Linked DNA regions of Mus musculus: all the other regions are linked to region 2. Evidence: chromatin contacts called from public HiChIP or PLAC-seq and promoter capture Hi-C data. All regions are on one chromosome and are shown on one strand. Each heading gives the region's core, a stretch centred on a gene start, on an enhancer-like site or on the middle of the called end of the contact. The rest is flanking DNA. Distances are from core to core; before and after follow the strand shown. Region 1 overlaps Unkl (unkempt family like zinc finger). Region 2 holds the start of Fbxl16 (F-box and leucine-rich repeat protein 16). Region 3 holds the start of Baiap3 (BAI1-associated protein 3). Region 4 holds the start of Gnptg (N-acetylglucosamine-1-phosphotransferase, gamma subunit).

The links. Promoter capture Hi-C pulls out the DNA fragments that hold promoters and counts their contacts. HiChIP or PLAC-seq counts read pairs in DNA pulled down with a chosen protein or histone mark.
Region 1: a contact with region 2 is called in a promoter capture Hi-C map of hippocampal neurons, with 3 times the contacts expected there. The contact joins the enhancer-like site here to the promoter of Fbxl16 in region 2. A contact is called at or near these places in 9 of 39 promoter capture datasets (the 3T3-L1 cell line, the C10 cell line, embryonic stem cells and 4 more), 4 of 115 datasets of contacts at active chromatin or transcription factors (the 230-238 cell line, embryonic stem cells and pancreatic cancer cells) and 1 of 9 other capture datasets (liver).
Region 3: a promoter capture Hi-C map of liver shows a contact between it and region 2, with 6 times the contacts expected there. The contact joins the promoter of Baiap3 here to the promoter of Fbxl16 in region 2. A contact is called at or near these places in 6 of 39 promoter capture datasets (embryonic stem cells, hematopoietic stem and progenitor cells, hippocampal neurons and 2 more), 2 of 484 Hi-C or Micro-C datasets (the AML12 cell line and cortical neurons), 4 of 115 datasets of contacts at active chromatin or transcription factors (SST interneurons, bone marrow-derived macrophages and embryonic forebrain) and 2 of 9 other capture datasets (embryonic stem cells and macrophages).
Region 4: a contact with region 2 is called in an H3K4me3 HiChIP or PLAC-seq map of bone marrow-derived macrophages, with 4 times the contacts expected there. The contact joins the promoter of Gnptg here to the promoter of Fbxl16 in region 2. A contact is called at or near these places in 9 of 39 promoter capture datasets (the 3T3-L1 cell line, the HPC-7 cell line, embryonic stem cells and 5 more), 2 of 484 Hi-C or Micro-C datasets (the AML12 cell line and cortical neurons), 4 of 115 datasets of contacts at active chromatin or transcription factors (bone marrow-derived macrophages, embryonic forebrain and pancreatic cancer cells) and 1 of 9 other capture datasets (embryonic stem cells).

What each region holds. Positions count from the first base shown.
Region 1 is chr17:25,206,428-25,212,514 of GRCm38.p6, forward strand. It overlaps Unkl (unkempt family like zinc finger), which reads left to right. Exons shown (of 15, transcript NM_001197024.1): 6 at 1,662-1,779; 7 at 3,127-3,211; 8 at 4,377-4,459. Among named protein-coding and RNA genes, the nearest start is that of Gm52286, 20 kb to the left of the region's middle. Within about 2 kb of position 4,329, at least 84 of the 459 cell types and tissues checked have an H3K27ac peak or open chromatin away from gene starts, as enhancers often do. A contact at or near this core is called in the 230-238 cell line, hippocampal neurons and pancreatic cancer cells, where this site is marked.
Region 2 is chr17:25,804,557-25,811,216 of GRCm38.p6, forward strand. It overlaps Fbxl16 (F-box and leucine-rich repeat protein 16), which reads left to right and starts at 4,543. Exons shown (of 6, transcript NM_001164225.2): 1 at 4,543-4,830.
Region 3 is chr17:25,253,114-25,259,663 of GRCm38.p6, forward strand. It overlaps Baiap3 (BAI1-associated protein 3), which reads right to left and starts at 3,251. Exons shown (of 34, transcript NM_001163270.1): 1 at 3,048-3,251.
Region 4 is chr17:25,235,132-25,241,915 of GRCm38.p6, forward strand. Gnptg (N-acetylglucosamine-1-phosphotransferase, gamma subunit) reads right to left here and starts at 4,985. Exons shown (of 11, transcript NM_172529.3): 1 at 4,929-4,985; 2 at 4,783-4,840; 3 at 4,644-4,711; 4 at 725-779; 5 at 574-657; 6 at 403-496; 7 at 214-328; 8 at 51-133. The coding sequence starts at 4,980. Tsr3 (TSR3 20S rRNA accumulation) reads left to right here and starts at 5,039. Exons shown (of 6, transcript NM_026676.3): 1 at 5,039-5,233; 2 at 5,313-5,532; 3 at 5,933-6,126; 4 at 6,557-6,730. The coding sequence starts at 5,122.

The DNA.
Region 1 (6,087 bases), core at 3,079-5,578, 600 kb before region 2:
CCACTCAGCCCCGGGTGAGCATTTAAGCCTCTGACCCACTCTTCGGCAGGTGGCCAAAGGGGCAGCCCTACCTGGGAACCCCGGAGCTACTTTGCTTAAGCCACCAGGGTTATGGGAGAGAGGGATGAGAGAAGAGGTTCCCAACACCGACAGAGTGAGCGCAGTGGATCTTGACTGGAGCACAGGAAGGCCTTCCATTAGAAAGATTAGGGAGATTAGAAACGGCTCATTAGGAGAAAGCCTATCCCATCCTCCAAGCACAGTGGGCCTTGATGAGCAGAGACTGTCTATGGTTTTAGAGCTTTATTGTAGAAAGGCAGGGGGAAAGAGAGAAGGTAGGGAGTGAGAGAGAGAAAAAGAGAGAAAGAGGAAAGGCTAGCAAGAAAGAGTAAGAGGGAGAGAGGAGTGAGAGAGGAGAGAAGACAGAGAGAGGAGTGAGGGGGTGAGCATGAGGGATAAGAAGTAAGAGACTGAGAAGTAAGAGATCGAGGTGAGGGCTGAACAGCCCTTTTTATGGTCTTTACTGTTGCTAGGTAACTGGGGAGTTTAGCCTGAAGGTTAGAAGCTTGGAACATTGTCTACTTGAGTTCTAGCCATGCTTCTCTTGTGGGGGGTGTGGGGGGCGGTAACTTAGGCAGGAGCCAGAGTTCCAGGAGCATGAGGGAACGCCTACTGTTCATGAAGGTGAATTATCACCTTTCAGGGTTCAGACCTCAGCTCGACTAGAGACCAGCCTGTCTGTGCATAGCCTAATTCCCCACACCACCCTGTCACGTAAGGACTGTGCACCACCCAACCATCATCCCACCTTTGGCTTTTCTGGGATGCAAGGCTGACAGCAGAGCACCGAGTCCTGGAGACTGGGTTCTGGGGGTGCTGAGCTCCTTACCCCCCCTGATCTTCACCTGCCTCTGGGTTGGGGTTCCATCAGCCTGATCGTTCCATCAGCCCATCTTCCAAAGCATCATGTACTCTGCTCCAGCCACCCCTGTCTGTATTGCTGGCCTCCGGAGCCTTTGGGTTTGCAGTCTGCACTCACGGTGGCCCAGGTCCTCCGTCCCCACAGATTTCCTTACAGCCTATATTTTTTATTTGCAGAGGCCTACCCTCTTCTCTTTGTAGTAACCTCATGTCCCCTTGAGTGCCTAGGGACACTGTTCTCCTCATAGACAAAGGTAGTGGATTTGTGACTTCACTGCTCTCAGAATAGCTTCAGGGTCAAGAGACCTGAACAGAAAACCAGCAAAAATAATAAATGGTGCTGTCACTACTGCCTGGCCTTAAGAGGACCAGTGAATATCTTTCTAAAAAAGATGGAAAATCGGACAAAGAAAAAAAAATGAGTTCCAGAGGTAGGAATTTTTGACCCTAAACCCAAACTGACGGTGAAGCTGCCAGAAAGCATGGGAAGAGCGTGGAATGTGGTCACTTAACCTAAGTCTCAGATTCTACTTGGCTGCAGAAGGCAGAGCCCTGGGCCACCTCACCTCATGCCCCACAGTGTGTCCCTGAGCCAGCTGTTCCTCGCCCCTGGGAGGCGTGACTCCTATGGTGGACACTCAGGTTCATCCCGTTCGCCTTTGCATCCCTCAGGGGGGGCATGGTCACTGTAGGCTCATTTGCCAGATTCTTAGCACACGGGGTATGCTTTTCTGTCCTAGGTCTACGCCCTGTCCTAGTGTGAAGCACGGTGACGAGTGGGGCGAGCCCTCACGGTGTGACGGTGGGGACAGCTGTCAGTACTGCCATTCCCGCACGGAGCAGCAGTTCCATCCTGAGGTAGGCATTGGTCAGGGCCAGACAGGACTACTGGCAGCTCAAGAGGGGCTGGCTGTGTGTGGGATCCTCACTGGAAGGGCATGTAGGACTCAGAAACGCCACATGCTATGAGATGTATTAAATCAGCCTTGGAGGAGTTAGGGAAGTGGGGTGGGAGCAGGAAGACAGGAAGGACCCGTGAAGTGAAAACAGCTTCGCCTCCCAGACAGGGAGTATAACCAGGAAGGGACAGTTGTCACTAGAGAGTTCCCACCACTCCCCTGGCACTGGCTGCCCTATTTCTAGTACCTACTGAGGTCCAGCTGATCGAGTGTAGCCCACAGCTCCAGCCTGGGTGCTATGTGAGTAAACTGCCTGTCCCTGAGCAACAGACTTTCAGTAGTGAGGATGTTCAGGGGTTCAAAGGTCACCACATAGATGGGAAGGACTGTCCTGTGGAATATTCTAGATAGGTGTTTGGCCCATTCCTTATGAGTTCCCCTTGGCTGCTCAGTCATCCAAACAGAATGCATTCAGATTTGAATTAAAATGAAAAAGTAGGGGGAGGAGATGTTTGAAGAGGGCTGCAATCTAGATGTAAAGTAAATACATTAATTAATAAAAGAATGAATAAGCAGACAAAATGTCCTTGGGCATCTAAGTCTGCAGGTAGTGGGGCTAGGCTAGTGGAACTGAAGGGCATAGCTGTATGCAGGCATAAGTGTGCTAGTGCAGGGGCTGTTGTCATGCCCTCCCTGAGCCTTTTGAGTGGGTAGTGTTGTTTTGGTATCTAGGGAATGTTGGCTCCTGGGTGCCAGTCTTGTCTTCGTTCTTTCCCAGGTCCCCATGGTGAAGTAGTGGGCAGTCTGGTCGTAAGATAGGTGCTTGTATAAGCACCTATCATTGAACAGGCATTGCTCGAGCTTCTGCTGTCTACCAGACAGACACCTTTCCAGAGTGTCAAGTAGTCTTTGCCTGGCGGTCTGACAGACAGACTTGGCTCTGACCAATACATTTTGCAGAGCGGAGGGTTTTTAGGACCAAGGGCATCTAGGGGCAAATGGTATGGTGGCCATCTGTCTATCACTAGAAAGGAAAGGGTTGTGTAGCTCAAAGATTTGGAGGTTCCCAGTCATGATCACAAGCATATCTCATAGTTACAGGGGCCTTGCACTAGGCCCTGCCTTGTCACCGGTCCAGCATCTTCTGGTCTAAGAGCCAGGCCTTCATGAGCTTTTGGAGACACTGCAGATTTGTTCTGCAGCTGGGAAGTGCTCACTCACTCTGTTTGCTTCGGTGTTCTAAGCGGCCAGCTGCGCTTCATAGAAAACAGATCACTAAGCCACCATGTTTTGTCTGATTTCCTAGATCTACAAATCTACAAAATGCAACGATATGCGCCAAACTGGCTACTGCCCTCGGGGCCCTTTCTGTGCCTTTGCACACACTGAGAGTAAGTAGACGATCTTCAGGGGGGTGTGGGGGAGGGGGCACCTCAGCCACCATGTGGCCAAGGAGCTCACTCAGCAGCTCCACAGTCTCACAGTGACCTGGGACTAGGCATGTCTGGGAATCCTGTATATAATGCCCGTTGAGATGGCTGGGGTGGGGGCAGGGAGAGGGGAGGGCTCATGCCTCATGGCTGGACCTGCCTTGCCCTTTGCACCTGGGACAGACTAGACCTGTGATGCTTGAAAGGACCCCTGTCCCCGGCCTCCTAGGTCCCACCTGCCTCCTGGGGATACGGATCTGTTGTCATTCTCGTGCTCACCTGCTTTGCTGCTGTCCTGCTGGGACTGAGTGTCAGTGGCTTTGTAGAGTCACTTTCTGTCCCTGTAGCTAGAGGTGCCAAGATCCTTAGTTGGGCTTGGCCAGCTGGCCTCAGACCCTACGGTCATTTATTGTCACATAGGCTCATAATTGATTCTCTAAAGCTGCTCCCCCAGCTCAGGAGTCTGAGTTCTGGTGGTTATAAAGCAGTTGCAAGCTCAGACTTCATTTTCTGTTCCAGTTGGAGTGGCAGCTGTTTCTGATCACACTTGACATGTTGTTGTTCATGTTAAAAATGATTGAACCCAAATAGCACTATTTGGGGCTAGAGAGATGGTTCAGTAGTTAAGAGCATGCATTGCTCTTGCAGAGTCGAGAGCTGAATTCCCAGCACCCACAACCGCTAGGGAATCAAATGCACACTCAGGGACCCCCGGAGCACCTGTACTCACATGCACACATCCACACAGAATACACACCTTAAAACAGATGTACCAACCATTGAGCCACCTCTCCAGCCCCTAAAAAGAATTTTTTTTTTTTTTTTCCGAGACAAGGTTTCTCTGTGTAGCCCTGGCTGTCCTGGAACTCACTCTGTAGACCAGGCTGGCCTCGAACTCAGAAATCCACCTGCCTCTGTCTCCCAAGTGCTGGGATTAAAGGCGTGCACCGCCGCCATCACCACCCAGCAAAAAAGAATTTTTTATTTTAATTTCATGGCTCTGTGTGGGCTGGCCTGCCACCCAGAACAAGGGAAGTGGTTACAACATCAACCGGTCCTCTCCACCTGTCCTGTGGGCCAGCTGGCGGCCCCTCAGTGCCAGTTTCTCTTTTTTTTCTCTTGGCAGAGAGCCTGGCTATGGTGAACGAGTGGAGCTGCCGTGATCTCAGTTCCAACAGCACCTCAGCTTATAGCAGCCAGCCTGGAAGTGTAAGTGGACACTGCTTGGATCAGTCCCACTGAGGGGACAGGCATGGGGTGAGGTTTGGGTGGTGTGGCTGAAAGCAGCCTACATGTGGAGTTGTGATTCCTCCTCAGATAGTCTAGAAAAGTCTTGCCTGGGCTGGAGCAGGACATCATGCCCCTGCTGCACTGCTTTGTGGGATTCGGCCTTAGCGGGCATCTGGTGCCTTGCCAGCCCTCGACTTGGCAGATCCCTTGGGCTGTCCGTCCTAGGCAGTTGGAGGTCATCAACAAGTGGTATCTGATGCAGCATCTCAGTCTGTTACTCGGCATCCCCATGCTTTGGGTGAGGGGCGTCCTGTATCTGATGGGTGTGATGAGGATGGATCGTTCTCGGACTGAGAAGTCACTTCCTGTTCGTGCCAGAGTCAGCCACTAGAGTAGGTCCCTGGGGAGCCATCCCAGGATAGGGACAGGATGTTCAAAAACGGATTTAAAATAGCATTTGGTTCTAAACAGTTTGTGTGACATTGACGTAGTCCTGAGGTTGCTGGGCAGTGTGGTTTATGCCCAGCATTCAGGAGGTGGAGGTAGGAGGTCTCTGAGTTTGAGGACAGCCTGGTTTATAAAGTGAGTTCCAGAAACCCTGTCTTAAAACAAAACAAAACAAAAACAAACTATTAAAAATGAGGGGAAAAAAAGAAGTCTCCCTGAATTAGTTGAACAGAGCCGCTCTGCTCAGCTCATGCAGTCAGGGTGTCGCTGCACTTGGTTGCTAAGCCACTGTTGGACCCTGAGTCTGTTAGGGCTCCTGAGGTTCTGTAGGTGTTTCTTTGTGGTCTAGGGTTTAGTCACTTTTGTTCTTTGGCCCTTCTGCCTAGGATGGTCTTCTCTGGCTGGTAGGGCAGGCTCCATATGTGTTCTAGGTATGGCAGGCATCCTCTGCTGCTCTCGGCTCAGGAGGCCCCAGTCTGTGATGCTCTGTTGCTGGTGTCAGTGAGCTCTCCCGAGAGTCCCTCTCTCTCTGAGTGAGGGTGGAGGAGTGCCTGTGGATGAGTCATCTCTACATTCTTTCCTGCTCTGGGCCTGGAACCCTGCGGGCACTCTATACTCAGAACTTTCCACGTCTCTTGGAATTGTCACAAAACCCTCACAGGGCCACTTGAAATGCTGGGAGCTCTTCTCCTTCAAGGAGGCACAGCTGGGCCTGTCTTAGGGTTTCATTGCTGTGAAGAGACACCATGACCAAGGCAACACTACAAAGGACAACATTTAATTGGACCTGGCTTACAGGTTCAGAGGTTCATTATCATCATGGCAAGACCATGGCGGTGTGCAGACAGGCATGGTGCTAGAGTAGCTAAGAATTCGACATCTTGATCGGCTGGCAGCCACGAGTAGACTAGATTCCACCCTGTGTGTAGCCTGAGCAGAGCAGACCTCCCACAAAGTGACATACTTCTTCCAACAAGGCCACATCTCCTGGTAGTGTCACTCCCTATAGCCAGACTTTCAAACATGAGTCTATGAGGCTAAACCTATTCAAACCACCACAACCTCCCTTGGGCAATTCTGAACAGACTTAGCCTTGGTGCTGTTTGGGTCAAGCAAGAGATCTGCACACACCGGGCGGTGGTGGCGCACTCCTTTAATCC
Region 2 (6,660 bases), core at 3,293-5,792:
CCTAGCTGGCATAGAGCCCAAGGAACAAGGGTCTTTAAAAAAAGATTTATTTATTTAATGTATGCGAGTACACTGTAGCTAGCTGTACAGATGGTTGTGAGTCTTCATGTGGTTGTTGGGATTTGAATTTTTAGGACCTCTGCTCACTCTAGTCAACTCGGCTCGTTCCGGCCCAAAGATTTATTTATTATTATACATAAGTACACTGTAGCTGACTTCAGACACACCAGAAGAGGGTGTTAGATTAGGGCATCAGATCTCATTATAAGTGGTTGTGAGCCACCATGTGGTTGCCGGGATTTGAACTCAGGACCTTTGGAAGAGCAGTCAGTGCTCTTACTCAGTGAGCCATCTCGCCAGCCTGGAACAAGGGTCTAACAGACCACAACTGAGGAGATAGCTGCCTGAGAGAGCTGGACCATTAATGCATGCCAACTGAACTCCTGGAATCCCAAGGGGAGCAGAAGAGAGCAGTAAGTTGGAAGTTTCTGATGACATGAAGGAGAGCCTGATCTGAGGAGGATGGCAGAGGTAGAGGGAAGCAGGTTGGTCCTTTGATGAGAGAGGAAAGGCCCCCAGATTAGTGCTCAGTAACTTCCTAAGTGCTCTCAAGAGACAGGGCCACTGTGTGCTGGGCCTTCCTCACACCCACCTTCACACCGGAGTGTGCTCATCCTATCTGCCCCAGCCAAGACACACGCCCAGCTAGTGATCCCCTGTAGCATTTACAACAGGCAGAGGGAAACCAATCAGCACAAGTCAGAATGAAACTTGGCTCAGACCGATTTGACTGTAACCAACGCTGGACCAAAACTTCTAGAGTCTGGTCCACATCATTTTACTTTAGCCATATTTTTTCTTTTTTAAAAAGATGTATTTATTTATTTTATGTATGTGAGTACACTGTCACTGTCTCCAGACACACCAGAAGAGGGCATCAGATCCCATTACAGATGGCTGTAAGCCACAATGTGGTTGCTGGGAATTGAACTCAGGACCTCTGGAAGAGCAGTCAGTGCTCTTAACTGCTGAGCCATCTCTCCTGTCCTACTTTAGACATATTTAAGCACAGCACAATTTTTTGGGAAAAGTATTCAGATAACAATGAACTCGGTTCCAAGTGCACAACAATTTTTTTAAAGATTTATTTATTTATTTTATGTATGTGAGTACATTGTAGTTATCTTCAGACACACCAGAAGAAGGTACCAGATCTCATTACAGAGGGTTGTGAGCCACCGTGTGGTTGCTGGGAATTGAACTCAGGACCTCTGGAAGAGCAGTCAGCGCTCTTACCCACTGAGCCATCTCTCCAACCCCAGGTGCACAACAATTTAAGCCATGCTTGCATTGAGATTCTTTATGATGTACATCTGGCTTCTTTCACAAGAATGGGGACTGTTGGGACTGGAGAGATGGCTCAGTAGTTAAGTCACTGCACTTTCAGGGGTCCTGAGTTCAATTCTCAGCAATGGCATGGTGGCTCACAACCATCTATAAAGGCATCTGATGACCTCTTCTGGTATGTCTGAGGACAGCTACAATGTACTCATATGCAATAAACAAACAAACAAACAAACAAACAAATAAATAAATAAATAAGACTGAGATAAATGTAATGCCAGTGGGTGTCAGGATTGGCCTGGCCCTAAAATATTATAGAAGTCACTTAGGCTGTTGTAAAATACAAGTGACATCACTCATAATGTATTTTGTGGCCTAAATGTAATGGTTTTAAGGGGAAAAGGTCTGAGCTAAGTCAATTCTTGGAGATGAGAACAGACCCTGTCTCATCTGACAGTGAAGGATCACCAGGCTGTAAAACAGCTGGAAAGAGCAGCTTCGCACCTCATTCCACCGAAGGGGTAAGTTGTGTGTTTAACTTTTTCTGGATTCCCCAGTGGTTATTTGTGCGTGCAGAGGCTTTTTGTCCTCTGTAATTGCCCAAGGACCCATGCTACCACCGAAGACCAACTGCAAGGGCAATAAGTAGAGAAGTGGGAAGAGCATAGTCTGGCTACTCACATCTGCCCTAGTCCCTGCCCCATGCTGATCCATCATATCTGATCCATATCCAGGCAAGATAGTGACACTCTAGTTCCAGCCACACCCATGCCTGCCTCAATCCTGGCTATGACAAGCTAGACTCAAGGCCCCTGCTGTAAAAACAGTGACTCACCCTATAAAAGACAGCCAGGGCCTTGGAGAGAGATTGGTCTGCAAAGTGTATGTCTTGCAAGCACTAGGTCCTGAGTTCTGTCCTCAAATTGCATTCAAAAATTAAAAAAAAAGAAAAAAAAAAAGCCGGGCGTGGTGGTGCACGCCTTTAATCCCAGCACTTGGGAGACAGAGGCAGGTAGATTTCTGAGTTCAAGGCCAGGCTGGTCTACAGAGTGAGTTCCAGGACAGCCAGGGATACGCAGAGAAACCCTGTCTCGAAAAAGTTAAGGCTGAATTCTGTGGCCTGTAGCTGTAACCTCAGTATGGGAAGTCGACACAGGTGACCTCTAGGAGCAGTAGCCAGCCAGCCCAGCCTACTCAGTCAGTTCCAAACCAGTGAGAGAATGCACACAAGAGGGAAAAAAAAAAAAAAAAAAAGAAAAAAGAAAGAAAGAGAAAAAGGAAGTGGGGGGGGGGAGTGGGTGATACAGGCTAAGGGGTAGTTCTGTGGGTAAAGTGCCTGCCTGAGGATTAGGGTCCTGGGGACCTGTGGGTCAGGCAGTCCAGTATAAATGTCTCAAAAAAGAAAAGAAAAGAAAAATCAGGATAGCTCTTCAAGCTCTCACCCTTTTTTACTTTACTCTCTAGCCCTTCTTCCATCTCTCTCTTTTTCCCCCTCTCTTTATGTGGCCATGGCCGCTCTCTCTCCCTCTTTCTACCTCCTCTCTTTCTCCCTTCCTTTTAACGATAAAGCTCTAAAACCATTAAAAAAAAGAAAAGAAAAAAAGAAAAGACAAAACAGGGTAAAGAGTGGTAGAAGACAGACTGGCAAGATGGCTCAGTGGTTAAGAGCACTGACTGCTTAACCTGAGCAAAAGGTCCTGAGTTCAAATCCCAGCAATCACCTGGTGGCTCACAACCATCTGTAGTGGGATCTGACGCCCTCTTGTGGTGTGTCTGAAGATAGCCATGGTATACTCACATACATAAAATATATAATTTTTTTAAAGACTGGTAGAAGAGGATTCTAATATCAGTCTCTCTCTCCTCTCTCTCTCTCTCTCTCTCTCTCTCTCTCTCTCTCTCTCTCTCTCTCTCTCTCTTTCTCTCTCTCTCTCTCTCACACACACACACACACACATATACTCACTCACACACACTGCCTAAGAAATACCTGAGACTGCCCTCTAACTTCTATTTGCACCTTCACATATATGATCATACACCACACACACACACACACACACACACACACACACACACACACACACACACACACCAGCTAGGATACAGCTTACTTCCCTTTCTTATTGCCCCTAGGCCTCACATCATTCCCAGGAGACAGACCTCCCATCTCCACAGCAGTTGGTCTCATCTGAGGACATTCCACCCTGAAGCTCCTTCTCTTCCAAGACGCTACTCTGCTGTCCCAACATCTGCTGTTTCTGGTCTCAAGAGAGACCCAGATTGGGGTCCCTTTAGCCTGCTGAGAGGTCTGGCTCTCCAGCAGCCCTTAATGGGTCCTTTTACACAAACCACCCTCCCTGGTCCATACAGGCTGCCACCACCTGACCTCTACTTCATCTCAGAGCGAACCTGTGGAACTCCATAAGGCAGGTCGATTCTCGAACCATTCCTACCAAGTGCTATGGGGACAGAGAGGGCGTCTCAGATCATTTGTGACATTGTCAGAAGTAACCCCTCCCCACTATCACTCCACTGTCTTGTGTTTTCATTGACGCTTGCTTTAGTCACTTGCTTGCAAGTGTGTGACTATGTCACCCAGAACAGGGATTCTTCTGCCTGACTCGCAACAGGATCGGAAGGGATATGAATCCTAGGGGCCATAAGGAGGGTGTGTGTGTGTGTGTGTGGAGGTGCGACGATGTCGATGTCTCCACTCGGCTTCTCTTTCCTCGCCCTCACAGGTGGCAATCCAAGCAAGGGCACATAGGGCCAGTTGCATCTGCGCAGGATCCGGAACCCCACTGCCAACCGCTCGCGCCAAGGACCGCAATTCTCCTCAGCTGGCAAGATTCTGGGTCGCCACCACTTTGTGCAGATGGGACACTCGAAGCTGCTCTTCGGCCGCGCGGCCTACGGGGTTTGTTATTGTGCGAACACCGGCCGCTGAGCGGGTGCTGCCGCCTGGCGCGTGCCCGTCGGTACCGCACCGGGAGCGCGCGGAGAGGAGCGGGGCGGGGTTGGGGATTCTCGACACCTCAGCCTGGCTCTAGAACCCGGATTGGTCCGGACGCCGGGAGCGCGCGAGGGCGCGGCTCTTAGGGCCGGGCGGGGGGCACGCGCGGCGCCGGCGGCGGCCGCGGAGGAGCGCGGGGAGGAGCGCGGAGGAGGAGCGCAGGGAGGAGGGGAAGGGGAGGGAGGAGGCGCCCGCCGGGTTCCCTGCAAAGCGGCCTTATTTATCTGGGCACAGCCTCAGCCTCCCCGGTGGGAGGCTCAGGGCGGCAGATCCTCTCCCACCGGGGAGCTCCGCTCGGAACTCTGCGGAGAGGGCCCTGGCGCGGGGCGCCGGGCGCGGGGCGCAGTCGGGCCCTGCTAGCCAGTCCAGCACCTCGGCCGCCTCCGCGCTAGGCGGCTCGGGTGCTGAGCTCCCCATGACGCGAGGTCGCCCGGCGGACAGCGTGGCATGAGCCAGAAGCCCTGGCCGAGGTAAGGTGTGTGTGCGCGCGCGGCCAGGCTGCGGGGAGGGGAGGGTCCAGGTCGAGCCACTGCCTCCGCGAAGGCTACAATGAGGAGGGGGCGGGGTGGGGACTTGGGACTGCGCCGCGGCCGCCGCCGCCTGAGCAGGGCTTACGTAATCGCAGCCCCTTCCCCACCTCACCCTTCGGCCGCTGAGCCAGCGGTTCCGCAGCCCCTAACCCTAGTGGCCGGCCTGATTGCGCCCCGCTCGCTACCGGCAGCGCGGTCAGGCTGTATCTCCGTACCACGGAATTGCTGAGAGGAAGCACGGTGGCTGCGAGGACGCGGAACTGCAGGCCGTCAGCCCCCACTCCTTCTGGCTTGGCTCTGGGCTCTCCCCACTCCAGCCCTATGAGCCTCCGGCGGACTGGAGGACGTGACAGGTGTTGATACAATTAAAAGGGAGGAGCCATGTGGATATGTGGCCTAGGGGTCCTGGACGCCTTCTGGACATGAGCTGGTATAGAGCTGCCGCCCACAGCTCTATACCAGGGAGTGGGCTGGCATGTCTTTGGTTCTAGAAAAAGAAAATGGGCCTTGGCCAAGATTGGAAGGCTTCAAAATGGGGAATGGGCATCCTGAGATTGCTGAGCAGGGCTTCCATGTCCTTCTAGGATGTTAGTCAGTGGGGGATCCTCCCCACCCGTCATCCCAGGAGAGAAGGCTGCACTGTTGAGGCCTGGATCTGGCCTAGCAGCCCTCCTGCTAGCCCCTCCCAGCCCGAGCCAGCAGCTGACCTCCCAGGAGCAGATGGCAGATGCCACTTCACCTGCTCCCTCCTGGAGGCCCGACTTCCACTGCCATCTTGTCCCAGGGCCCACTGACCAGGGTCTTCTCAGGCCTCCCTGCTGCCCCTTCGGGACACGGGACCCTCTGTTCCAGCCCAACACTTTGATGAAGTGCTGGACAGCAGCCTCATCGCAGCAGGGGGGAGGGGCGGGGGGGGGGCCGGTGTTGGGACAGGAGCCTGGATGATTAGGGGCTGCCTAGATCAGGTCAGAGGCATGGTGGAGCCTCGATTTCCTGCCTAGACGTGGCCTGAGGGCCGGGCTGGGAGCCATTGGGAGAAGAGAGGGAAAGTCAAGGTTGAAAACGTGGGTGATGTTGAGATAGCCCAAGATTCAGCAGCCTCATTTCCTGCCACCCTCACTATTTGCCTCCCCAGTCACCCATACTGTAAGTCCAGGACACGTATGCACTCACCTGTTCTCCCAAATACACCTGAACAGGTCCCGTCTCGCACTGATGAAGTTAAAACAAGTGCATCTAGGTAGCCCTGAGAGATTGGGCTCTCTATTTCAGAGGCACTAGAAGGGGCTTCTGGTGGGCATCACTCAACCTTCCTGACCATAAGCCTTCACCTCTGAGAGTCACTGATGAACCTTCCGGGACTGGCACTGGGGGGGGGGGGAAGGCAGCAAAGCAAGGTCAGGAGGTCAGTGAGCAGCCCTGAACTGTCCCCATTAGTGGTCAGATGGCCAAACTGGCTGCAGAGAGTGCAGGTGGGCCTCACTTGGCAGGTGTCTAAAGGAGCCTTGGGTTTTGAAGGTCTCATATTCTACAGAACAGCGGGAGGGGGGGCGTGATAAGATGAAGCCTGTCGTGACTATTTGCCCTTAGTTTGGTCACAGAGCATTAGTTTGATCTTCTGGAGCATTGACCTAGGTTCAACCTGGGTCTGTTTACCTCCTGGGCCAAGGGTCTCCCTATCCCCAAGTCCCTGGCACACACACACCCCAGAGGCAGCTCCAGCAGGGGGTGGAAGAAAAGTGCTGTGGTTGACACGTGCAAAGTGGCAGG
Region 3 (6,550 bases), core at 2,001-4,500, 550 kb before region 2:
TAGGATCACCTGAGAATTCTTGCTTCTCTTATGTTTGATGAATTTCCAGATCCTACCTACATCGAGGAGGAAGAGCTGCGGCATCCACGTCCACATAACCTTCCGCTCAGTTTTACCCTGCAGACCCCAAGTTTAAGACTAGTACAGTATCTAAGATACCATGACCTATTGAGTGCCCTGTTTTTAAAACACCACCCTGCCACCCCCCCCCCACCCTGGGTCACACAACCACTTCTGGGTCTGGGCCTTCCCCACACTACCCCAGGTCGGTCCTCTCTCTACTGAGGAAAACAATCCCACACCACAGAGCACCTACTCCTTGGGCTCCCTGTCTTGTTGGCTCATTAATAAGAGACCCGTGCCTGCCATCCACTACAGGACATTGGTACCCGTCTACCCAGTTGCAAGGGGAGACTGTCATTTCCATGGCGTAAGACAGGAAATGGATTCCGAGGCAGGTTCTGCTCCTGGCCCAGGGTCTCCGGCAGTCAGAGGATGCAGCTTCTTTCTGCTAGGGAGCCTTCTGTGGCAAGAAGCCCTTTCTTCACCCTCCCTCCATTTCCACTATCCCCACTGGCTCAGCAGTCCTCCGCTGTGCTGCATCCTGACCCCTTTGCTCCTGCGAGTTCCTATCTGATGAGCCCCCACAGCTGCAGAGGTGATGGAGGCCAGGTGGCTCTGCACGCTGAGGAGAAGCCCCACAAACCTCTCAAATGTGGGGACCCAGTAAGCTTTTGCCACACATAGCCAGCCTGTCCTGAGGTCCCAGGTGTCACAAGCCCAGCTCCCCCCAACTAAAAGGAGAGCTGCTCCCCCTTGCGCTCCCCCTGCGCCCCAAGCCAGGAAAGCAGCCGCTTCTTGAGCTGTTGCCAAGGCAACCACCAGCCGCATCTATGTGTGACGGGGCCATGGGGGCTTGCAGTCCTAGAGAAAAATGTGACGCAGAAGCAAAGTAAGCTGACAGCGCTGGAGCGAAGGTGGCGTGCACCCCACTGCCCTGCCTCAAACAAGGAGACAGGTGTGGGCTTGGGAGCATGCCCAGGGTCACCACCGGCAGGTGGTAGCCTGAGATTTAAGGCTCTGCTGTGCAAACATTATTATATTTTCCTGGGATGCCCTGCGCTTGGGTTCAGCTCTACCCCCCTACCCCGAGTCTGTTGCTAGGTTGAGGCTAACAGCAGGATATCAGAGCCAGTCTCTGTGAGAGATGGTTCATCTGGGTGCTCAGAAACAGCTCTGGTCCCCTTGGAAACCCTGGGCTGCTTCAGCAGCTGTTAGTTTTTCTCTGACCCAACAGCTTAGACCCCAAGAGATGTCGGTCATAGAGGCCTCTGACCGGGGCCAGCCAGGTGAACCCCATCATTCACCTCCGCCTTCGAAAGCCTGTGGGCTTGACGACTGCCTGCGGATTTCTGGAAACCTCGGCCTGTAGGGGATAGCAGTGAGCTATGGGCAAAGATACCCCCAAGAGCCCACTTTGCACCCCAGTCTCTCTGGTAGGAACAGCTCAGACGCTGTCCTGTATTTCACTGTCCCTCCTAGGCTCGGATAGTGCAGCCAGATGTGCCCATAGGCCTGCTCAGTCACCCAGTAGGGTCAGAGTCATAGCTCCCAGCTGCCCACTAAGCAAAGGAATTATCCGCCAGGAAGCTCTTGCCATATGAACGGGAGGGAGCCTGTCCAAAGCTAGGGTCACTTCATTCTCAGTCCAAGATGCCGGCAAGCTGTACAGAGGCAGGGTTTAACCTAGGACTCTCACCAAGCTGTCACCTACCAGACAGCCCTTTAAAGGTCTTGTGGGGCAGTGAGGCAGAGAATTTAAGGGCAAAGGGCTGGAGGGGTCTCTCTGGGCTTCCAGTCCACAGCAAACACAAGGGTGCTGAGTGGGGTAGTGCCTATGGACCTCTCCACGGCCGGCCTCAGTAGCTCAGCCTCCAGTCCTCAGGTGGTCTACCTGTTACACATTCTGTTTGCAAGCTCATCCCTCCCTGAGTCACAGGGAGTGTAGGGGTGTGTAGGGGGAGATCTGCACTGTGCTCTCTGTGGATGGATGCTCTCCAGGCCTACAGATGGAGACTGGTTCACTCTACCCTGGAGTCTTACCTGCTACTTACCTGTCTCTGTTGAGTTAGTTGCTCCTGATCGGCTGTTTTTGATGATAGGGGCGGGGGAGGCTGTGGTTACCCTCCCCTGTTCTATTGAGGTTACCTTCTTCTCCTTGAAGGCAGGAGGTCTGAAGGGAGTTTGGTCTTGGTCTTGCTTTCTTTCTGTTTCTATTTCTGTCTCTCTCTGATTCTGTCTCTCTGTCTCTGTCTCTGTCTCTACCTCTGTGCCTCTCTCTCTCTCTCTCTCTCTCACACACACACACACACACACACACACACACACACACACACACACACAGTCAGACCCCAGGCAAATGGTGGGACCCGAATTCCTGGGTAACTAGGGAGGAAAAAGGCTTACCCTGGCAGGGATTTTGGGTTACTGAGGGCAAAGGTCTCATGAGGGGAGTCGGAAAGTGGTAGGGACACGGGCGCTGGGGCCTTGAGGGGATTCAACCTGTTCAGAGAAGCCCCGTAGGGCGTCTCCGAGGTCCCCAGCTCCGCTTCAGTCAGGGGCCTCTATTGGGAAAAAGGGTTACAGTCAGGTGGCTCAGCAGCGGCGGCCGTGGGAACCGAGGTTGAAGGTGTGCACTCTCTGGCTCTGGAGGTCTCACCCTTCAACCCTCCCGGGGAATTCTGCAGTGTGGACCTCCAGTAGCCCTTTACTTAGCTCAGAGCCTAGGACGCCGGCCGTGCGACCCCGCCCCTCTCTCTGAGCACGCGCGGCCTCAGTTTCCCCAGGACCTCAGTTTCCCATTGCCTCTGACGCCAGCAATTCCCGTGCTCCACCCGGAGCGTAGTGCAGAAGCCAGGGGTGGGGGTGGGGCTAAGCCCGAGGGGGCGGTCGCGTCCGTCCGTCCGTCCGTCTGTCTGTCTGTGATAAAAAGCAGGTTAAGCCTCGACGGCAGTCTGACGACATTGGGCAGGAGTTACAGCACTCACCGTGGACAGGGCTTCGGGGGCCACAGGGTCGGGGGGGTCCCTGCTGGCGCTGGCGTTGCTGTCGCACTAGCTGGGGACACCGAGGCACAGCGACCGCTAGCAGCCGCGCGCGCTGGAGACTGAGCACTGCAGAGCGGGCGCCGCGGGCGGGGGGCGCGGGCGGGCGGAGGCGGGGCCTGGCCTGGTTTGCTGGTCAGAGGTTCCAGCCCTGCCCACCCCTACCCTGCGCGTTTGGGGTCGGCAGGGGGTCTCTACCAGCACGGTAGTGGCCAGAGAGACCCTGCTCTGGGCACAGGGCTCAGTAACCTACAGGTGGGTGCAGGGACAGGTTGTGTTAGCTGTCCCCCCACCCCCCTTCTCCTGCCCCGAGGGAGGAGGCTGTCACGGGGTCTCCTTCCCAGGGCCGCAGGGAAGCTACAGTCGCCCAAAAGAAACAGTCGCCCAAAGGAAACACGAAGTGCCTGGTGTTTCTTGAAGTGCTGTACAGCCATATCCAAAGTCAACCCTCTCACAAAAGCTCTGCTGCTCAGTACTACCCGGAGCTGCTCTCTTCCAGGGAAGTCAGCTCTGGTATTAACCTGGGACATCTCGTGATGTCACTGCTATCTGTGAATGTGTGCAGAAGACACACATTAAGCCACATCCTGCTGTTCCCAGCCCACTTCTCCTAAGGCCCCCTCCACCACTTGAGGTCACCTGGAGACTTGTTAAATGAGTTGCCTGTCCAGTTCCTAAAAGTGCGAGCTCTGAAGCTGGGGCAGAGGAAATACCTGACAGGGTTCTTTGTGTGGGTTCTCAGCACCCACTGGGAGTTGTTCTTGGCTGTTCCAGGGCTCAGTAGGCCCCTGAAGACTGACACAAACTTCGGTGGGAAACCACTGGTGGCCATGTTGCTTCTAAGTAGTTCCACTTTGGAGTTTATACCAAAAGTCTCATTCTTTTGTTTGTTTGGTTTGGTTTGATTTTTCGTTTCTCTGTGTAGCCCTGGCTGTCCTGAAATTCACTCTGTAGACCAGGCTGGCCTTGAACTCAAGAGTTTCCCACTACTGACCGGTTTAAAGGTCTCATTCTTATGGGAAGGACTCCAACCAGTGTGAGGGTCAGGAAAGCAGGCCTGAAAATTCTCCACTTCAGACTGTAGCAAATGACATCTCTGCTGAGGCGACAGACTTTCCAGAGTGCTGGGCGGGGGGCCTTTGTTCCTCATTACTGGGATTTGGAGAGGAAACATCTGAGGGACAACAGTCAGGCCATAGTCCTTCATTCCAGGGGACATACAGGTGAGGTCACCTGTCTGTATCCCAATTCACATCTCTGTCAGTCCCTCCATCCATCACTGAAGACAGGCACCAGAACAGAATATTGTCCTGCAGAATGCTCCGTTCTCAGTCAACCTCTGGCTTGGCACAGTCCGGCCAGGCAAAAGTGATAAAAGTCAAACCCACTGTCAGGACCAGGATATCAGATGAGCAAGGGAAGGTCCTGGACTCTATGCCCCACACTGTCCTGCTATAGGGGATAGGGGTTGGAGTGGGATAGCCAACTCCTCTCCCAGAGTCTGGAGTTGATGCACCCATAGTATACTCTTGTGTCATGTTTTGCCAACCTGTTGGAACACACACACACAGGGCAGTGGCAGTGGCAGGGGAGGGGAGAGAGAGAGAGAGAGAGAGAGAGAGAGGGAGAGAGAGAGAGAGAGAGAGAGAGAGAGAGAGAAACTGGTTGCCATGGTGACGGTAATGGCTTTGGGGTAAAAGGATGAACTAAAGCCTGCTGTAAACAGGAAGTGGAGGGGGGAGCACCACTGCAGGGGCTCCAACGTCTGAGACTGGGTTGGTTAAGATTTGCTCCTGTCTGATAGGAATCTGAGATCCAAACATGGAAAGAGAGGCTTTTAGTCACAGTACCGACTGGGTCCCAAACCCAGCCCCAGGAGTCCAGTCATCCCCAGGCTCTTCGCTCCACAGACCTTTGTGTGTGTGTGTGTGTGAATGAGTGACAACCCATTGGTGACTCATCCTAAGACTGGCATGGCTCAGATGCACTGCATCCCTTCTCCTTGCCTCAGAGCCTTGCTTGACCGCATCTATGATGCGGTTCAGATCAGTTCCTGAATTGAGCCGGTGATGGCTCATAGGATCAGAGACCAGGGGCTTTGGTTAGAGTTCCATCTTCCCCTGAGGCTTGCCAGAAGCCATCCAGCAGCTGAAGAAACTTGGCTTCAGAGGCAGATGTGGCTCAGGATAGCCTGCCTGACAAGTCAGTCCTTGAACTGCAGCTCACACCAAGTATTTTGTGACCTTCCTGAAGTCAGTGTCTAGGTACTGGAGCCAGCTCAGGTGTGGTGTGAGGTTTTCTTTTTTCTTTTTCCTCAAAACCAAAAACCAAAACCAAAACCAAAAACCCCAAAAAACCAGATTTTCATGTAGCTCAGGTTGGCATCAAACTTCCAACTTGCTAGGTGACCATGGTTAACTTTAATTTTCTGATCTTAAATGCTGGAATTACAGGCAAGTGCCACCATTCCTGGTTTTAAGCAGGTGTGGAGACTGAATCCGGGGCCTTGTGCATGCTAGGTAAGCATTCTCCCACCAAGGGGTAAGAGCCGCTGTCTCACATGCTCATTTTTGTAGGACCAAGCTGGAGGGGCGGCAGAAGCAGCAGGCCCTGGACAGGGCGTGGCCAAGAGCAACACAAGGCATACTATGCGGTTGGTCTGAGTCCATCTGGGAGACTTCGGAGGGTCTGCTGGGGAACACAAGCTCTTGACATCTGTCCAGTGAGGGGTAGTGTGGCAGGGCCTGTTTTCCTTAATGGTCATTGCTATGGTCAAAGGCCAAGTGGAGACAAAGGACACACACTGTGCAATGGGGTTCATACATGCTCATCACCCTCTGCAGGACCTGGGTTTGGAGGCACCCTCCTCCCCCATCTCAGCTCTGGGACCAGTCCCTTCCAGAGACAGGATTCCTTAGAGGGTGTCCTGGGATGAGGACCCAGATGATCTGGCCTGGGCAGGGAGAGGCCTAGATGGACAAACCCAGACAGATTCTCCTACATCTCTCTGTCATTTGCCCCCTTTCTCCTCCAAGAGTTCAGGTATGGCCTTTAGGCTGAGCCAGGCCCAATGACTCCTCAATGTCACTGGCAGTATCTGGAGGCCTCTTAACACTCTCAGGAACTACTACTGCATGCCCCCATCCACAACTCAGTGTCAGGGTCTGGTGGGACAAGTTGCTCAAACCTAACATTTCTTGACTCCTCCCTGCTGGAACTGGTTCAAATTAGTCCAAGTCAGTACTGGGCCCCAGCAACGTCAAAAAGATGTAGCGTATCCAGATGTCATTGGGCACTGTCGGCTGAACTGCCCAGGTGTCCTTGGGCTTCCTCTGTGGTCTGTGGCTGGATGGTCCGGGAAGGCGAGGGCAACCAGTAAGCTCCAAACCATCGTTGTTGGGAACAACAGTGGCTACATCTTTTAGCTGGCCAAGTCCCAGTGGATC
Region 4 (6,784 bases), core at 3,735-6,234, 570 kb before region 2:
AGGAGTACCTGATAGCATGGGCAAGGGGACAACCCTGAGTGTGCACCCACCTGTGGTGTGATCAGTTCGTCTGCCAGGTCCTGTTCCACCTGGTCCCAGCGCTGCTGCAGGGCCTCTGACAGAGTTGGATACACTACAGACAGCAGGAGCCAGACATTGCAGTCTCCTACCTCCCCCCCCCTTCCCTGGACCCACCCCTACCCAGAGGCCTACCTAACAAAGAGTGGGGATGGCAAACAAGAGGGGTCTCGAATGTCAATGCATAGACACAGGTGCTTGGCTCAGACACGTGGGCCAGTCGGTTGATCTTTCCACAGGTGAGCTCCACCTGAGAAGAGAGCCTGAGTGGCTGGTGGGGGCAGGAGGTTGCTCTCTACCACCTACTTTCCCTGTGGGCCTCACCTTGCTCTGCCGGCTCCGGGAGTGGCAGGAGTCCCCATCAGTCATCCACATGCCCTTGAAGGTATTGTTGATGATTTCCCACTCATGCCAGATGCTGGGGAAAAGGAGCAGCAAAGCAATGATGTGGGGGCCCAGGGAGCAGGTTACCACCACTGCCCTAGCCCAGCTTACCCAAGGATCCCGCTGTAGGCGTTCCAGCGGAAGGTCTGCTCGTGCTGGGTGACGTTGTGGAAAGGGCAGAATTCATACTTGTACCTGGGAACACAGGCACATCAGGAGCTCTGCAGACTCCGCCCACTCCACCCACCAGCCTGGCACTCACGTGGACTCCACTAGGCTAAAGCACTTGCCAGCAAGTCTGAAGAGATGCAGGGGCCCTGGGGAAGAACACAACAGCAGTTAAGCATCGGTATAAACTCTGCTACCCCTAAAGCTGGAAGCTAAGGTAGGCAGGAGAGCACTAACCATCAAGGCCAGAACGCCCCAAGCTCCTTTCCTAAATGATTGGGAATGCAGAGGCAGGCTGACCTAACTCCTAGGGACTGACAAACTCATCTCCAGACCACAGAACTGGTTGTCTGTGGCAGGATTCCCATGCTTGTTCCTGTGGAGGAGGCTCTCAGTATCTGTCTAGGCTACATAATGAGACCCAGTCTCAAAAATTAAAAATGAATGAACAGGGTGTGGACCTTTAATCCCAGCACTCAGGAGGCAGAGGCTGACAGAGCTTTGTGAGTTTAAGGGCAGCCTGGTTTACAAAAGTGAGTTCCAGGACACCCACTGTTATACAGAGAAACCCTGTCTCAAAGAATAAAAGAGTTAAGAAAGAAAATCTAAACTGCAACCTTATTAGAAAGGACCTGCTTTACCACGCAGGCCCAGCTTTGTGATTCAGATCTCTGATCACATGCTAAACTGTACTTAGATGTACAGTCAGTTCTGATGCTCTCCTTGATAACCGAAGCCAGGAGCATGGGTCTTTCTCATGGCTGTCTCTAGCTACTTTATAGCGTCATTTCTGTCTTCACCTTCCTGTTGTGTGATGTCCTCTCAATTCGGGCTGAGTGACTTCCCTTGGTGTTCCTGATAGGACAGGTCTATTGATTCTCCTGCAGGTTCTGTTACTTAAGAAAATACCTGCCTTTTTGAGGTGTGCCAGGGACTCAACCTAGGACCTCGAGCATATATTCTGAAGTTCTATTGACCTGGGGCTGTATGAGAAAAATAAGAACAAAAACTGGGGGCTGGAGAGATGGCTCAGCAGTTAAGAGCACTGACTGCTCCTCCAGAGGTTCTGAGTTCAATTCCCAGCAACCACATGGTGGCTCACAACCATCTGTAATGGGATCTGACACCCTCTTCTGGTGCATCTGAAGGCAGCTACAGATTGTACTTAAATCTTTTTTAAAAATTGGTTCTCTGAAAAGATAGCAATACTGACACCTGGAAGCTGGGTGTGATGGCTTCGTGCCTGTAACCCCAGCACTGCGGAGACTGGAGCAGGACGCACTGGTGTGGTGCTGGTGCCAGCATGGGGAGATGGTGTATTCAGAGAAGTGTGTGTTGTGCAAGCACGAGGAACTGAGTTTGGGTCCTCAACACCCACATAAGAAGCTGGATGCCAGCAATGTCAGTGCTGGACGGGCAGAGATGGGCGGAGTCTCCGCGACTTGCTGGACAACCAGCCTAGCTGAATCCTTGAGCTTTAGATTCAGTGAGAGATCCTGACTCTCAGTAAGTGTTCGGAAGCAGTAGAGGAAGACACCCAACCTTGACCTCGGACCTCCACACAGGCACACACAAACACATTACACAGAAAGAGAATAGGAGGGGGTGAAGAGACGGGTGGGTGGTCGTGAGCACTTGTTGCTTTTGTGAAGGATCCAGGTTCGGTTCCTAGCATGTACATACGTGATGGCTCACAATCATCTATAACCCCAGTTCTAGAAAACCCAATGCCTTCTTCTGGCACAGGTACTTCACACAATATGGTACACAGACAGCAAACAAGCAAAACACCCAGTAAAATAAAAGCTTAAGTAAAAATAAACTGAGCCTGTAAAAATAAACCTGTAGCCAAACTGACTAGGAAAAGCAAAACTGTAAGTAAGTAAGTAAAACTAGAAATAAAAGTTGGGGTATTTGCAACCAACATCACAAAAGTAAAAAGGGTGATTGGTAACTATGAACGAATGGATGTAGTTGAAACTGACAATTTCCTCCGAAACACGGGCTTGCCAAGGGTGGCTTCGAGGAAGCAGCAGGCAGCTGTGAATGAGCACACCTGTGAGGTTAGGCAGCCCATCTCCTAGGCTGAGTAGCCCTTCAACCAAGTAGGTTTCTCTCACCCCCCCTCCCTATCTCCCCATCCTCTCTCCTGCCAAGACTGTCCTGGAACTTACTGTGTAGGTCAGGCCTGGGCTTGAACTAATGATCCTCCTCTGAGGTGCTGGGATAATGGTCTTGTGACAGTCTATGCATACTGTATCTTTTTCTTTCTAATATTGCTATTAAATGAATAAAAATAAACATCTGCAGTACTGGGTTCCTAGCAACATCTGGCCCCTCCTGGCCAACCAAGGAGCTACATGTTAGTTTGGAAGGGCTGTGGAGAAGTCTTACGATTATACACAAATACACGCGCGCGCGCACACACTATTATACACAAATACACACGCACACGATTATACACAAATACGCACGCGCGCACACTCACACAACCTCACAATGTAATGGTAGCAGGACTTAAAACAGTGTCACCTTATGAAAAGGAGAGAAGATGGTAACAGTTGACTACGAGAGGAGCCTGGTAAGTGCTCTGCAGCCCTGAGCTATCTCTTCTTCACGGGATCAAATCTACAAACCAGCTTGCCCAACATGCCTAAGATAGTGGGTCACCAAATCCCCAGAGTGCAGCTAGTCACGTTTTTTTTTTTTTTTTTGGAATCTTTATCATGTATCTACTTATTTATTTATTTATTTTTATTAGATACTTTATTTATATACAATATAAATAAATATTAAATAAATTTATTATTATATATATTTATATATATTTATATTATATATTTATTTATATATAATATAAATATATATATATAAATAAATATATATTTCAAATGCTATCCCGAAAGTTCCCTATACCCTCCCTCCACCCTGCTCCCCTACCCACCCACTCCTGCTTCTTGGCCCTGGCATTCCCCTGTACTGGGGCATATAAAATTTGCAATACCAAGGGGCCTCTCTTCCCAGTGATGGCCAACTAGGCCATCTTCTGCTACATATGCAGCTAGAGATATGAGCTCTGGGGGTACTGGTTAGTTCATATTGTTGTTCCACCTATAGGGTTGCAGACCCCTTCAGCTCCTTGGGTGCTTTCTCTAGCTTCTCCATTGGGGGCCCTGTGTTCCATCTTATAGATGACTTGTGAGCATCCACTTCTGTATTTGCCAGGCACTGGCATAGCCTCATACGAGACAGCTATAACAGGGTCCCTTCAGCAAGATCTTTCTGGCATATGCAATAGTGTCTGGGTTGCCAAGGTTCTTTTATGCTGGCCAGCCCTGAGCCACCTCCAACAGCTTGTCTTTCAGTCCTCCTAGGATCTTAGTCCCAAATTTCCTGTGCTGGTGCCCTCTCCACTCCGTAAGACCTAGAAAGGGCTAGATACACCTGGAGTGTTGAGTCTTCATACCCAACATCCCTAGAGCTTCTAATTGGTCTAAGCACCTGTGGAAAGTAGAGGCTTTAATACCACAAGTTGGAGGCCAGCTTGAGTCTACTATAAAAGACTTTGAAAGACTCTTACCTTAAAAACACAAAAGTAGCCGGGGGTGGCACACGCCTTTAATCCCAGCACTTGGGAGGCAGAGGCAGGCGGATTTCTGAGTTCCGGGCCAGCCTGGTCTACAAAGAGTTCCAGGGCTATACAGAGGAACCCTGTCCCGAAAAACAAAACGAAACAAAACAAAAACCCCACAAAAGTTAGGGATGTGACCCAAGCCTTGAGCGCTTGCTTGCTTAGCCCTAGGTAATCGCCAACCCTGGGAGCGAGAGGGGATTGCAGTTCCAGTATATACTTCAGAGCATTTAAAACACTCAAGTTTGACAAACGAATTCGTAACCCTTCAGCGAGTACATTATGAGTCCTTCATCCAAGGCACCCTTCCCTCCCTAACCGAGAGCTTTTTTCGGCCCCCTCAGTCAGCACCTCGGCCAGCTCCGCACCCTCCCGCGCTCACCGGATACAGCTGAAGGCTCTCTCTTGGGCTGAAGGCGGCTTGCCTGGGGCAAGAACGGGTTATTCAGCCTATGGAACAGAGAAGGTCAGAAGAGCCAGCCAGGCTCGGTCCCCAAGCCGCAGGACCGTGATCCGCTCACCCGAATGTGTTAGGCTCCTCCACCACCTTCATCTTCCCGGCACATGCCGGCGCGGGCCCTGCGGAGCGGGGAGAGAGGTGGTGAGTAGGGAGCGGAGGCGCGAGCGACGCCAGCGCGCGGGGGGCTATGTGCGCGGAGCCACTGACCCTGCGACGCGAGCCCCAGCAACATCAGGAAGCCAGCCAGCCGCCCCGCCATTGCTCCTAGGGTCTCACGGTCACGTGAGTGACAGCCGGAACTGACTCCCCTCAAAACCGGAAGCTGTGCGAGCGCGCACGCGCGCACGCTCTTGAACAAACGCTGGAGCTGAGGATTTCATCTCGGATTTCATCTAACATTATGGGCCGCAAGAAAGTTGCTCGCGGATCCAGGAAAGAGAGCGGTCGTGTTCGGCGACCCTCTGGCCGCTCTCTGGATGCTTTCGCTGAAGAGGTGGGCGCTGCGCTGCGTGGTGAGTTTGGAGCAGTCGGAGCAGCGGGTCGGGCCTGGGAGCAGGCGCTGAGGACCCGGCCTTCTCTCTCTCCTTGTAGCATCCGTGCAGCCCGAGGAGGCCGAGGACCAGGGCGGCCCGGGCCCTGCGGCGCTGCCTTGTGCCTTGGCTATGTGGGAGCTTGGTCACTGCGACCCCAAGCGCTGCACGGGCCGCAAACTGGCCCGTCTGGGTCTGGTGCGCTGCCTGCGCCTGAGCCAAAGGTTTGGCGGTCTGGTGCTCAGCCCAGTAGGCACTGAGTACGTGTCTCCGGCAGACAGGTAGACACCAGAGGCCTGGGGATCGGGGAGGGGTCGGAGAGGGGTTGGAATGCCCTTCCCACCATCTTGTCTTTGTTAAACTGCCCTGTATCAGGAGTATCATTTTCTTCAAGCCTTGCTTATTGGTCTTGGATGTCCACATCTTTCATATGAGCAGAGTTGTATTTAATTTGACCCTTTTCATAGAGCAGGGCTATAGTGTAGAAAGCCTAGGAGAAACATTTGTTGTGTAAAGTAAACACTGTCCAGCTACCCTCAACTGCTTCCTGAAGGGTTCTTTCTACTATTGCAATAAACCATAACTTCGAAATAGCAGAGTGATCTCTCATCTGTAGTGAAGCCAGTCTCCAAGGATGTGCCTTATTTGGGGCCCTAGAACCTACCCTACACTCTCTGACAGACAGCTGGTGGCACAGTCAGGGGTCGCAGTCATAGACTGCTCCTGGGCCAAACTGGACGACACACCCTTTCAGAAGATGCGAGGGAGCCACTTGCGGCTCCTGCCTTACCTCGTAGCTGCCAACCCTGTAAACTATGGCCGGCCCTGCAAACTTTCCTGTGTGGAAGCTTTCGCTGCTGCCTTCTGCATCGTAGGTGAGTTTTGGGTCTGACAGAAGCCTGGCAATGGCAGTCTGGAGGCTGACTGCTTGCCCCCTCCTCCTCCCTCACCTGGAGACTGGGGTTTCTTCTGGCAGAGTCTGAGCAAGGGGGTGGGATGTGAGGAGAATATATTGGGAGCCATTAGAAAACAGCCTTTGTCTTCAGTCTCAGTGCCCACATACAGTCTTAACCTTATGAAGCAGAGGTAGAGGCAAAATGGACCACTGCCTTCCCTGGATGGTGTGTGGGCCCAATGGCTACCCCGTAAGACACAGAGACTAGGATAATAGGACTGTTTCTCAGCAAATGAGAGGAACCTTGGGAACTGTAGAGGAGGTGACAGCTTCCTGAGATAGCAGGCAGGGTCATGCAGTTGTGCTCTCTATAGGTGTCCCAGGCATATCTTTGGTTTTTGTTCCACTAGGCTTTTCAGACCTTGCTGTCATTTTGCTTCGGAAGTTTAAGTGGGGCAAGGGCTTCCTGGACCTGAACCGGGAGCTCCTGGATAAGTACGCAGCTTGCCGTGGCCCGGAGGAGGTGTTGCAGGCTGAACAGGGGTACTTGGCTAGCACCAGGGACACGCCTGAAGAGGACATCGGTGAGTCCTGGTGTTGGCTGGGAGCCCCAGAGAAGCAATCAAGTCCCTCCAGGG